3 separate regions of the Mus musculus genome follow, and regions 2 and 3 are each linked to region 1. Evidence: chromatin contacts called from public Hi-C data. All regions are on one chromosome and are shown on one strand. The core of a region is the stretch at or near the end of the contact, and the rest is flanking DNA. Distances in the headings are between cores, read along the strand shown. Region 1 has its middle 130 kb from the start of Gm20125. Region 2 has its middle 25 kb from the start of Gm20655. Region 3 has its middle 24 kb from the start of Txlnb.

Region 1 (4,183 bases), core at 806-3,305:
CGACTTCCAAGTAGTTCCCACCATGGTAGCAACTTACAGTGGGGTAGTAGTTTTCTGACTCGATACTTGTCAGCCTCCTCAGATGATCACTAGATAAACTTATTTTTCAAGTGGAACTCCAACTCTTAGATTTATAGCAGAAAGGGGAAATATTGTCTTGACAGACCTACAGCGTCTATAAAGAGGGAAGTCAAGGGGCAATAGCTGTAGTCTTTAGATCACAGGCTAGATATATTGAAGGTAGGCCTCTCAATTAAGGTGGGAGAAGGAATCATTTACAGCATAATAACGCTGGCTCAGAGGGCATTCACACACACATACACCATGTGTTATGTGCTGAGAACAGTTGCCTGTAGTAACTGACTATTTTCAGTTTTCAGCTTACTCTAAACACAGGTGTGGAAATGTAGGCCCAGTAGGTGAAGAGGTATTTAACTTGCGGGCAAAGTTGTGTTCAGTTATCAGTTTCTATGTTGGCCATTCTCTTCATTACCCTAGAAGATACAGTTATCTTCTGGAAGAACTGATCAATCCAGAGCTGTTCAAATGCTTAGTATAGTTTCAAATAGTCTCCTACCAGCCTCTGTACTTGCCAACTGCCTTGTTCTTTTTGAATACTGTATCTTGGATGATTTGTCAGAGTCTGACTGTGTAGTAGTATTGAAGGTTTTGAGGATCACGTATTTACCGCATGCAACTCAGAACATGAGTTTATAGCACTTTTTGTAAGCTAGGATTTCCCAAACTGAAACAAAATACCAAACTCTATTTCTAACCTGAAGGAGCTGTAGAAGTAGGTGAAGGATATTTGCCAATGTGGCTTTTTGGTTTTTTGGGGTTTTTTTTTTTTTTTTGCCTAATTTATTTGTTTCCAACATTTATTATTGATACAACTGAAAGATTTCCTGAACCGTCAATGGAGCAGAGCGCTGCTTCTTTAAGATAAGACACAGAGTGCTCTGCCTGGTGATCATTATTTATAATCCAAGCTATCTGGGAGGCTGAGGCAGAAGGACTACAAGCTCAAGGTCCATGAAAGCCACAGTGAGTTTAAGAACTGCCTAGGCAACTTATCTCAATCTTAAACATTAAAAAGAATTCTAAAGAAGAAGTGGGTTTTAATTCAGTTGAGAAGTGCTTTCTAGCATATGAGATAGCCTGGAATCAATCCCAAGTACCAGCAAAAAGGCAAAATAAAATGAAAGATCAAGAAGAAGAACAGCGAGCACACACACACACACACACACACACACACACACACACACACACACTGCAGATAGTCTATGTTCTGTGTTAAGAGTCTAGGACTTAGAGTGACTTTATTCAGCTAGTTCAAATTTTAATACTCATGGACTTTGTACTCAATGGAACAATGTCTTCTTTCTATTCCCTGGACCATATGAACGTGCAGTGTTAAGATAGGAAGGGGGAACTGAGGTTGCCACTCAGTTAAAATGAAGTTTTCTTACATTATCTCTGGGAAATAGGTCATTATAATCACAGGGTCTTCTATGTGAATCAGGGAGGACGGGTGCCTCAGCGTCAGGGAAGAAGTTGTAATATGAATATAGGGGTCAGGATGATGAGATCTTGGCTTTGAAGATGAAAGGAAGCCAACAGCCAATGAATGCAGGCGTCTCTTAGGGCTGCAAAGGGGAAGGAAATGCATTGTCCTCTAGAGTTTCCAAAGGCTCACAGCTCTCTGACTCACTGATAATAGCCCAGCAAAACACAATTGTAACAATAAGAAGCATAAGAGAATAAATTTAGGTCATTTAGAGCAGTTTATTACATAAGCAACAGAAATGAAGGCCACTTTAGTGATAGAGTCTAGTTCACCAATTCATCTCTGAGTCACAGCACATGTCATTTCCTCTTGCTTTTGAAGCCTTTTGAAATCAGGAACTAAGAGGCAGAACTTTTTAAACTTAATTCTTGCCTAATTTTTGTTCCTGAGTTAATTTATTTTAAATGGAAAATGGACAGGCTAGAGACCTTTGATGATATCAGAGACTACGCTGAGGATAAATGCCATATAGCAAGGTAAGTACTTGTCTCAATTTCCAGGTAATATAGAAGAAACATATATGTTACAGCTTTAACACCAGAACAATCACACAGTGTTGTATTTTAGCTAAAATATGACTCTGTGGTTTTCAAATGGCATAGTTGTGGACAACTTAATTAAGCATGCTCTTATAAGACGTGATAGAGTATGTGCCATCCAGATACTAAGAACTGTGTCCAAAGAGCTTGGGACACACACTAAGGGGCCTGCCTCTTTCATAACGGGGATGAAAATGACTGAGGCTTCACATTTGCACAGTATGATCCTTAACTTTGTGAAGTCTTGTTCCTTTGAAAGCACTGTGCATGTTGTCTCTCTGGAGGTCTTTGGCTTTATGTTTAACATGATAGTGGATTATAGATTTCCTTCTGCATGGGTCTGATGCATTGGTTTACATCTAAAACCTTGTGTATTCTATTAGCCTAATTACTAAGGCAGCCGATAGATTTATTGGTGACTGTTATAAAGGAAGCCAGGTGACAAGCAGGAAAGTGAAAACCAAACAATCATTTTGATTGAAGTTTTCGCCATATCATAAGTCAATCGTTTCGGGGCATTGGATTTACTGTAAGGAGTGGTGAAGAGCACCAAAGGAAAACCAAAGATGAGAGCATTATAAATGTCAACATGAAGAGAAAATGAGTATGTGTTAAAAATCGAGACTTCTAAACAGCTTAGAGAAAAGAAAAGTAACTGAGAAAATAAGAACAGACGGAGTCTAGGGTTTACAGTTTCTGGCTCATATATGTGGCCCTTGCACTGAAGCTCTTTGTAGTCATGTTTACTTAAATGTTCCGAGGGGCTGTTTTTGTTGTGCTTTTATTAGTCTTAATTCTGAAGGTAATCTTCACTTGAAGTATGTCTATGGATGTTTCTAGTTGGAACATGGCCCAATGATGCCTTGTGAGTGTTCGAGAGAAGACTAAATCTAAGAACCAATATTACTATTGTGTTGGATAACACAATATGCCCTTTTCAGACAGTCTTCTTACTGTGAAAAGTTGCCACTTGCAGTCCATTAAATTCACTATATTAATTTTTTTCTAAGCCTTGTACTTAATCTTAATGTTGTTGGGAGCAGATAGCATCGTGTACATTTATGAAACTGTTGGTCTGTACTTTCCTACTATGGCAGATATCTGGGAGGTTATGAAGATGTGACTGATTTTGGCTCACAGTTTCAGAGATTTTAGTTGGTTTTTATCTGACTTCATTCCTTGAACTGTGAGGTGGGATACTATAATGCTATGAGCTTGGTGAAATAGTCTCTCACTTGATGGTTTTTGGGAAGTAGAGAAGAGAAGAGAGGAGAAGACATAGAGTGGATGAAGAAGGAGGGAATGATAACAGATAAAAGACACCCTAATTTCCATCTTCCTATTTCCTTCTGCTAGGTCCTACTTCTGAAGTTTCCAGAATAGAACCAGCAGCTTGGAACAGGCTCTCAACATAGGAAACTAGGGGGGACATTTCATACTTAAATGATACAAATATGTATACTTTCCTTATAAGAGACATTTATATCATAGATTTATATTTTATAGGTATATTTATATATGTACACATCTAGGCATGAATATATAGTATTAAGTCTCTTAATCTCATTCTTTTTTTTAAAACTAGATATTTTCTTCATTTACATTTCAAATGCTATCCCAAAGTCCCCTATACACTCCCCCCACCCTGCTCCCCTACCCACTCACTCTGACTTCTTGGCCCTGGCATTTCCCTGTACTGGGGCATATAAACTGGGTACTGGTTTGCTAGACCAAGGGCCCTCTCTTCCCAATGACGGCCAACTAGGCCATCTTCTGCTACATATGCAGCTAGAGACACGAGCTCTGGGGGTACTGATTAGTTCATATTGTTGTTCCACCTATAGGGTTGCAGACCCCTTTAGCTCTTGGGTACTTTCTCTAACTTCTACATTGGGGGCCCTGAGTTCCATCCTATAGATGACTGTGAGCATCCACTTCTGTATTTGCCAGGCACTGGCAAAGACTCACAGGAGACAGCTATATCAGGGTCCTTTCAGCAAAATCTTGCTGGCATATGCAATAGTGTCTGTGTTTAGTGGCTGATTATGGGATGGACCTCAGGAGGGGCAGTCTCTGG
Region 2 (4,183 bases), core at 465-2,964, 640 kb before region 1:
AGGCAAATTGAAACTGCAGTGAGCATTATTCCATCTGTCCAAAGTCTAAGATAAATGCAAAAGATGGCATCAAATGCTGGGGAAGACAGGAAGCAACTGGCATTCTTGCACACTAATATCTGGACAGATTGACATAATTTCCTTGGGAAACTGCTATCATCTATTGTAGTTGCAGAGAGACCTTCTGTAGCCCATTGACTCCCTTTCTTTGGAAACAGCTTAAATAGTTGTTGTAATGAATTTAAACATCAATAATGGATAAATAATGGATAAATTGTGGCATAGATTTGTATGTGACAATGAAAATGAACAAACTACTCCTGTAAGACAAAATATAGGTGACTATTTTATATATATATATATATATATATATATATATATATATATATATATATATACATACATATATATGTGTGTGTGTGTGTGTGTGTGTGTGTGTGTGTGTGTTAGCAAAAGAGGTCAGACACAAAATGCTTTTACAAAACATAAAACACACCTACTACCACACACATGCATATATAGGCAAAGAAAGCATTCATGAAGGAGAGTTCCTCTGGAGAAGAGGAAGAGAAACCTGAGATGCTAGGTGGATCTTTTACTGCTCCCACTATCATCCCCCCACTACAATCCCCCCACATCCTTATCCTCTGCAAGATCAGCAAGTGCTCTTAACCACTGAACCATCTCTCCACCCTTTTGAGTTGAGTTTTTAAGAACATCTTCTGTGGGAATTCTGCAGCTGCCACTGTCTCTGAGTGAAATACCTTATCAGGTGTTCTGCTGTAGTATTTTAGCCCTGAGACAGAACTGAGAGTAGCAGAGGGGCTCTATGATTGACAGTCCCATTCACACTGAAGGGAACCTGGGCAAAAAACTTCCTTTGAGGATGGGATGCAGATACCATATGTGTACTGTGTGCTAAGTAATTTTCAATTTTGCATACCAGAGACTTGGTCAAATTGTCCACTTCTTGAATAAACTACAACTGGACAAGCAATAGAGAGAAAACCTAACTCTCACCAACACTCTATGTCATTACCAATATTTGCCATCATCCTCGATGATATTAGATGTTATCAACATTTGAAATTTCTTTAGCCTAATGAACAAAAGTGATAGTATCTGGCGCCTTTTACTCATTTATATTTCTTCTACACTTTGTCCTATGTGGCAGAGATCTTACAAATGGTATTGAGGGCACCTGCAAACATGATGGTCTCTGTTAAGAAGGCAGCTTTACCACTGGCGTTATTTAGGATTGAAGTAAAGAAAAATAAGCAGTCAGCCTGGTAGTCTGTTTTACTAACGCTTTCACTGTCTACAGACAACACATCTCCTGTGCGTGGATCCACTGTCTGCACGCTTTCCTCTGACTGGTTTGCTTTGTTTAACACTCGGTAATATTTCTATGTGCATTCTGGACACTGATGTTTTCTCAATCTTTGTTATTGTATTTTCATTTTGTTTATTGTTTATTTAGATTTTCTCCCCATATCTCTAGAAGATAATCAATTCCTTGAATGGCGGGCTAGAGACATTGCTTTAAATTACTCCCTGATTGAGTTAGAAGATTCTTATATCCGTCCCTTAATAATGTCAGAGAAGCAGCCAGATCCAGCTGTGAAAGTACAGCCAGTCAATACTAGATATTTTTAGGAGATGAATTGTATCACAGCAAAAAATCTCCCCACAGAAAGAATGAGTCACGAAGATGACAGATTGCTGGTACGATTTGCAATAAACTCTGGCTTGCCACTTTCTGACTCACTGATTAAAGCATAAATGGATTAAAACCATTTCTCTTTGGCTTTTAGTTTAGGGAAACATTGTTACTATTCAGTGTTACTATTCAGGGGTTTGGTTATAACTGCAGGGTAGTGAGGCAGAGAGATTGAAGAGACTGTAATTTGGACTTTAACACTGTCACTAGGGTAAGAGACTGTAACCAAGGCTGAGCTTCTCTCTCCCCAAGGAAGACAGACATGAAGATAGCTTGCTTGCCAGAAGCCCCCTGCTCCTTGCTCCAGCTGTAGGTCTCTGTGAGGAATGGCATAGAGAATTTCTCAAGACATACTCTGTGCCTTCCTGGGGACGAGAGCTGTGCATCTGTGGTAGTTGTCACTGTGGGCTTGTGGCATGTGCAATGATGTAACAAACAGCTCCACCGTACTTGTGGCCTCACCCATCTGCCTGTTTGTTCAGAAGGTAGATAGCCAACAACACAAGAAAGAAAAGCAACCAAACCAAACAAACCCAGTAAGCTTTGTGAAGCTGTAAGCCAAGGAGGATTTATTGAGCAAATCAAAGGGCAGCAAGATGTGATCCTCTGAAAACAACCCATTAACCACAGGATCCAAATCACACCTTCAAAGGTGAGCTTTCAGTCCCCCTCCCCAACACATATTCATGTCCACACACACACATACACACTCACACATATACTCTGACACACACACACACACACACACACACACACACACACACACACTCACAGACACACTGTATACAAAAGTATAGCTATACATACTTATATAAATGTTAATTTTTATGCATATATAGGGCCACATCTGGCCACAAACATTCATGAACAACTACATGCATACTTGCACAGAACTACACATATGCAGCAGCACATATGATACACACTCATGCATAGACTTATACACACACAAAAAATAGTCACGTACTCTTAGAGAGCATTCATTTTCAGGAGAGTGCTCTCTACTTGGAGATTTGGGGATTCCATTTGTAACAAAAGTGTTTTAAAAGTTTATCTTTCCTGTACTGGGGCATATAAAGTTTGCGTGTCCAATGGGCCTCTCTTTCCAGTGATGGCCGACTAGGCCGTCTTTTGATACATATGCAGCTAGAGTCAAGAGCTCTGGGGTACTGGTTAGTTCATAATGTTGTTCCACCTATAGGGTTGCAGATCCCTTTAGCTCCTTGGGTACTTTCTCTAGCTCCTCCATTGGGAGCCCTGTGATCCATCCATTAGCTGACTGTGAGCATCCACTTCTGTGTTTGCTAGGCCCCGGCATAGTCTCACAAGAGACAGCTACATCTGGGTCCTTTCGATAAAATCTTGCCAGGGCCAAAAAGGTTGGAGAGGGTGGGTAGGGGAGTGGGGGTGGGTGGCTATGGGGGACTTTTGGTATAGCATTGGAAATGTAAATGAGCTAAATACCTAATAAAAAAATGGAAAAGAAAAAAAAAGGAAAAAAAAAGAAAATTCTATGTTAAATACAAAAAAAAAAAAGTTTATCTTTGTGTTGCTTCATTGCTGAACACTCTAAAGATTGGCTAGTCTTCAAGTCCTTCCTTTTGTACTAAGCTTGCAAGGCAAGTGGCCTTGCAAGGCCTGAAATATTTCCTTTAGTCTTGTTTCTGCTCTCACCACAGTGCTGGCACAGAACCTCATGTGTAGGAGAACCTTGATCTATGTTGGAAAATTCTTACATTTTTCTCTTGTCTGGGTCTTAAAATTAAAAGGTTTGGGATTTCTTGTCTCCTTTTCCTTGTCTGGCCTATGATAGATGTGCCAAAGCCCTGCCTCTATCTCTTAGAGGGAAACACTCTTCAAGAGACTAGGAAACTTGACCCATTTCCATGTTCTTGAAGATTTTATCAGAAATACCCAGTTCCTCAAAGATCACCAGTGCAAACACATTAGTCAACGGTTGCTGTGTACAGACACCTGAGATGTTAAAGGAAGGGAGACTTGCTTAGCCATAGTTTCAGAGGTGTCAGTCCATCACAGCCAGGTAGGATGATAGAAGGACTCATATCATGGTGACCAGGAATCAGGCAGAAAGACAATGCCTTCGCTGCCTTGCCTTCTGTCTTTTCACTTCTTATTTCTTCCAGGCCTCTGACCTCTAAAATAGTGCCACAGGTGTTTAGGGCTTCTTCCTGCTTTAGTTAATTCTCCCTGAAAAGGCTGCCCCAGTCTCAGCCAGGCGTGCTTCACTTACCCACTCGATGTGTCTCCACTTAGTCAAGATGACAGGCAAGATTAGCCATCACAAACCCTCCGCTTTACAAAGGAAGCTTGATATAAAGGTATTTCTTCAAACCTTAACACCAAGGTTCTCATTTTTTGGATAAATAAACCAATTGAGTAACTATTGTTTCTGAGCTAAGTTTGTGTGGTGTATTTCTTTTTTTTTTTTCATTTCCATCTTTG
Region 3 (4,183 bases), core at 423-2,922, 550 kb before region 1:
CCCTGATTCTCCTGGGCATCCCATCTCCTGGGGACGGGACAGGCTACTTTGGGAGCATCTCTTATTAGATAGAGTAGTTTTGAGAATTTCTTTATGATCAGCTGTTATGCCTAAAGATAGAGGAAGGCTATGGTAATGGTTTTAGACTGTAGGATTGCTTTGGGGTGAGGGAAGGGGTACTGGTTTCAATGGCCTAGCTTAGGGACAGGAATCGCTGCTACTCTGATTTACTTCAGGGGCGGGGGCAGTGAGAATGACAGCCGGGAAGGCAGGAGCCCTCTGCGATGGCTCCTACGGCCTTTCAAAGCCTTCAGTTCAACCTCAGCACCAGACCTCAGAGCCCCCATACCATGGCACGTTGTTTCCTGAGCCCAGATGTGAGCAAGGGTCCATCCATATTACGATATTCTAGAAGTTTCTCTGTGCCATCTCATTGAGATACTATCACCTGACTCTGGAAAATACTGGCATAGGTTTGAGTTAAAAATTAGAGCTTTATATTATTTTATGCTTTCATGTGTTTTGCCTACATGAATGTCTGGGAACCACAGGTATGCCTGGTGCCCACACAGGCTAGAAGAGGACATTGGATCCCCTGGATCTGCAGTTGTAGTTAGCTATAAGTTGCCATGTGAGGGCTGGGGATGAGCCCAAGTCCCCTGGAAGAGCAGGCAGTGTTCTTACCTATTGAGCTATCTCTCCAGCCCCTAGAATTTTCTTAAAGTAAAGTCCAATCTTCAAACCAAACCAAACCAACCAATCAAACTCCACATTCAAAATAAAGCAGTTTGATAGAAATCTTCTTTCCTGAAATGATAATACACAGAGCAAGGTATGTTATAAATTGTGGTCCTGAACTGGAATAACAATGAAAAAAAAAAGAAAGAAAGAAAAGAAAAGAAGAAAATTATTGACACAGCTCAAGCCATTGGCTTCTGTTCATCATAGGAAACCTGAAGGAAACTAGAACAAGCTTTGCGCCTGGGTTTCTGAACACAAAGTTATACTTAAGTGCTAAGTCCACTCATTCACCACTTGGCACTAGGATAAGGCAATCAAAGATGGCAGTTTTATTTTAATTAACATTGTAGTTAGTTTGTTGTGACAGCATCTCTCTCTCTCTCTCTCTCTCTCTCTCTCTCTCTCTCTCTCTCTCTCTCTCTCTCTCTCTCTCTCTGTAGTCCTGACTGTCCTTGAGCTTGTTTGTAAACCAGCCTGGCCTCAAACTCACACAAATCCTTTTGCCTTTGCCTCTTGAGTGTTGGAATTAAAGGTGTGTGCAACTACAAAGATGGGGTTTTTCAATCAGTGTTCATGTCCCAGTGAGTTAAATAAACCATAGAATAAGTGACCTGGGACTAATTTGCCCTAAGATGACAATAGAGGACGACCGCCACCTACCTGCCCCGCTCACATCTTTTGGGACAGGTCTTGCTTTGCAAGACATTCTACAAGCTCTGACCGCACCAGGTAAAAATGGGTTGCGCACTAGATAGATCTCCCTGTGGACGCTTGCCCCATGGGAAATCAATGCTGGCCAAATTTTTGAGAGAAGCTGAACCATTCAGAAGTTTAGAGGATGGGAACTGACTCAAAAGGAAGCCCCGAGACTTGCCATAGCAGTGGCAAACTGAACAGGAAACAGAAATTATGAGTCAGCAGCGGAAGTCAGTAAGCTAGTACCCAGAGGAAAACATGCAGCTGTGCAAAGATCCCGAGACAGACAGGCTGTGGCACATGGCGCATGGCGCTGAGCGGCCTTCCTTCTCATCACAGCTATCCAAGTAAATGAAGAGATGAACACTTGTCTCCCCGTTAACAGGCTTTCCTTACCCACACCAGTCTGCAGCTGAACGTCATCTTGGGACGAATCATCAGCACAGGATGACTGACTTCCTGTGTGTCTAAGACAGCACACTCTTAGGGACTGGCCCCAAGACGGAGCTTCTTATTGAGATGACAGTTAAAAATCTTGCTGGCCTCTCGCTGAAGTCTTGATTCAGCAGCTGAAAATGCAGAAAGATCTAGAAGAAGTAGATGAAAGAAATATAAGGAAACTGGATGTTCAGAGATAATCATCTCAGGGAACACGATCTTGGGGCCATCACCACTCAGTGAGCAAAGATTCCTGGGAGATTCAACAGACAGACAAGAAAAAAAGGAGAAGAAGAAAGTGAACCTAACTAAATGACTGTCCCAACAGAGCATACTACCCAGAAAAAAAAACCAACCAACTAACCAAACAAACAAACAAACAAACAAAAAAAACCCCAGAATAAACAAAGCAATTAAGTAAAACATGAACTATTCTTTTCTTAAAGAGCAAAATCTAACAAGTGGAGTATGAAGTTTCACTGGAGGCAATGACATAGGCACGGTTAAGGGAGTAGCCAGGGAAGCAGTTGCTTATGTAACTTTAATATGAGCAACCAAAAGAAATTTGAATAATCCTGGAAGATTGGCCCAGCATGGTAGTCATGAACATGCTAAGTGGTTGAATTCTGCATCAGTATTAAATACAAAACAAGACTATGTATCAGGGCTAGAGAGATGGCTTGGTGGTTAAGGACACTGACTGCCCTTCCAGAGGTCCTGAGTTCAATTCACAGCAACCAAATGGTGGCTCACAACCATCTCTAATGGGATCTGCTGCCCTCTTCTGGTGTGTGTGAAGACAGCTGCAGTGTATTCACATACATAAAATAAACACATCTTTTTAAAAAAAGTTATTAAAATAAAAAAGACTTTGTATTGGATGTGGCATCAAAAAGGAAAAGAAGAATTGGACAAAACTCCAGCGTGTTTGAGACAAGGCCTCTTTATGTAGCCCTGGCTGACTTGCAACTTGCTATGTATATCAAACTAGCCTGGAATTCTCAGAAATCTGCCTGCCTCTGCTTCCTGGGTGTGGAATGAAAGGTATGTGTCACCATGCCTGACTGAAATTCCTTTTCTTCTTTTTCTTTCTTTCTTTCTTTCTTTCTTTCTTTCTTTCTTTCTTTCTTTCTTTCTTTCTTTCTTACTTTTTTTTTTTTAAGTAGAGAATATTAGGAGGAACATAACGGAGGGATAAGTTTTGGACAGGTAAAGTTTTATAAGCCTGAGTAAAAGGGTCATTAAATAGTTGAATTATGAATCTAAAGTTGAATGAATAGTCTGGACTTAAAATATATCAATGTAAAAGTCTGCAGCGTGCTAATGGAGTCCATATAGTTTAAAAGAAATCTATTTCAGTCCAATTGAGCGGTTATAATGTGGCAACATAGCCTGGGAGACCGATAAACAATGGAATCAGCTTCTCAGAAGACTAGAAAGTTAGGTCAGTACCTGGTAAGGACCTGTTTCTGACTCTGTGACCGTACCTTCTCAGTGTTCTCCTATGTTAGCAGAAGTCAGATAGCTCTCTCATATGGGTGCTGACCTGCCAAAGGACACCATTTTCATGACTCAATCGCCTCCAGAAAGTCCATCTTCCAATGCCACCCCCTTTGACATGCACTTTTAGGACAGTGAAGAGAATATAAAAACAGATCATAGGTGGTGTCTTAGTTAGGATTTCCTTTGCTGTGAAGAGACAACATGACCAAGGCAACGCTTGTAACAGAGAACATTTAATTGGGTCTGGTTTACAGGTTCAGAAGTTCAGTCCATTATCATCATGGCAAGAAACATGGTAGCATCAAGGCAGATATAGTACTAGAAGCACTGAGAGTTTTACATCTTGTTCCAAAGGCAAACAGGAGAAGAGTAACTTCCAGGCAGCTAGGAGGGGGGTCTCAAAGCCCACACCCATCAGTGACACACTTCCTCCACATGACCACACCTACTCCAATGAGGAGTGCCACTCCCTGGGCCAAGCATATTCAAACCACCAGAGGCAGGTCAACAACTCCCTTGCTTAGAACTCTGTATTAATTAAGTCCCAACCCATGCTGGGGAAGGTTACCTTTAACCCCAGCACTCAGGAGGCAGAGCCAGTATCTGTGAGTTGAAAGACAGTCTGGTTTATATAGAGAATTCCAGGCCAGTCGGAGATACATGGTGATATCCTGTCTCAAAAACAAAACAAAGAAGATTAAACAGAAGAAAAAAGAAAAAGAAAAAGAAAAAGGAAAAGAAGAAGAAAAAGAAAAAGGAAAGATCCAACACACTAGGCATGGCAAAAAAATTCAAATAGCACACA

Evidence for each region. A called contact is a pair of places that touch in the nucleus more often than the background predicts.
Region 2: a contact with region 1 is called in a Hi-C map of bone marrow-derived macrophages, with 3 times the contacts expected there. The contact joins two enhancer-like sites. A contact is called at or near these places in 3 of 484 Hi-C or Micro-C datasets (bone marrow-derived macrophages and embryonic stem cells).
Region 3: a Hi-C map of bone marrow-derived macrophages shows a contact between it and region 1, with 14 read pairs. The contact joins two enhancer-like sites. A contact is called at or near these places in 2 of 484 Hi-C or Micro-C datasets (Sertoli cells and bone marrow-derived macrophages), 1 of 115 datasets of contacts at active chromatin or transcription factors (microglia) and 1 of 9 other capture datasets (embryonic stem cells).

The regions. Positions count from the first base shown.
Region 1 is chr10:17,219,248-17,223,430 of GRCm38.p6, reverse strand. No RefSeq gene overlaps it. Among named protein-coding and RNA genes, the nearest start is that of Gm20125, 130 kb to the right of the region's middle. Within about 2 kb of position 2,055, at least 26 of the 459 cell types and tissues checked have an H3K27ac peak or open chromatin away from gene starts, as enhancers often do. A contact at or near this core is called in bone marrow-derived macrophages, where this site is marked.
Region 2 is chr10:17,858,817-17,862,999 of GRCm38.p6, reverse strand. No RefSeq gene overlaps it. Among named protein-coding and RNA genes, the nearest start is that of Gm20655, 25 kb to the right of the region's middle. Within about 2 kb of position 1,714, at least 35 of the 459 cell types and tissues checked have an H3K27ac peak or open chromatin away from gene starts, as enhancers often do. A contact at or near this core is called in bone marrow-derived macrophages, where this site is marked.
Region 3 is chr10:17,770,145-17,774,327 of GRCm38.p6, reverse strand. No RefSeq gene overlaps it. Among named protein-coding and RNA genes, the nearest start is that of Txlnb, 24 kb to the left of the region's middle. Within about 2 kb of position 1,672, at least 126 of the 459 cell types and tissues checked have an H3K27ac peak or open chromatin away from gene starts, as enhancers often do. A contact at or near this core is called in bone marrow-derived macrophages, where this site is marked.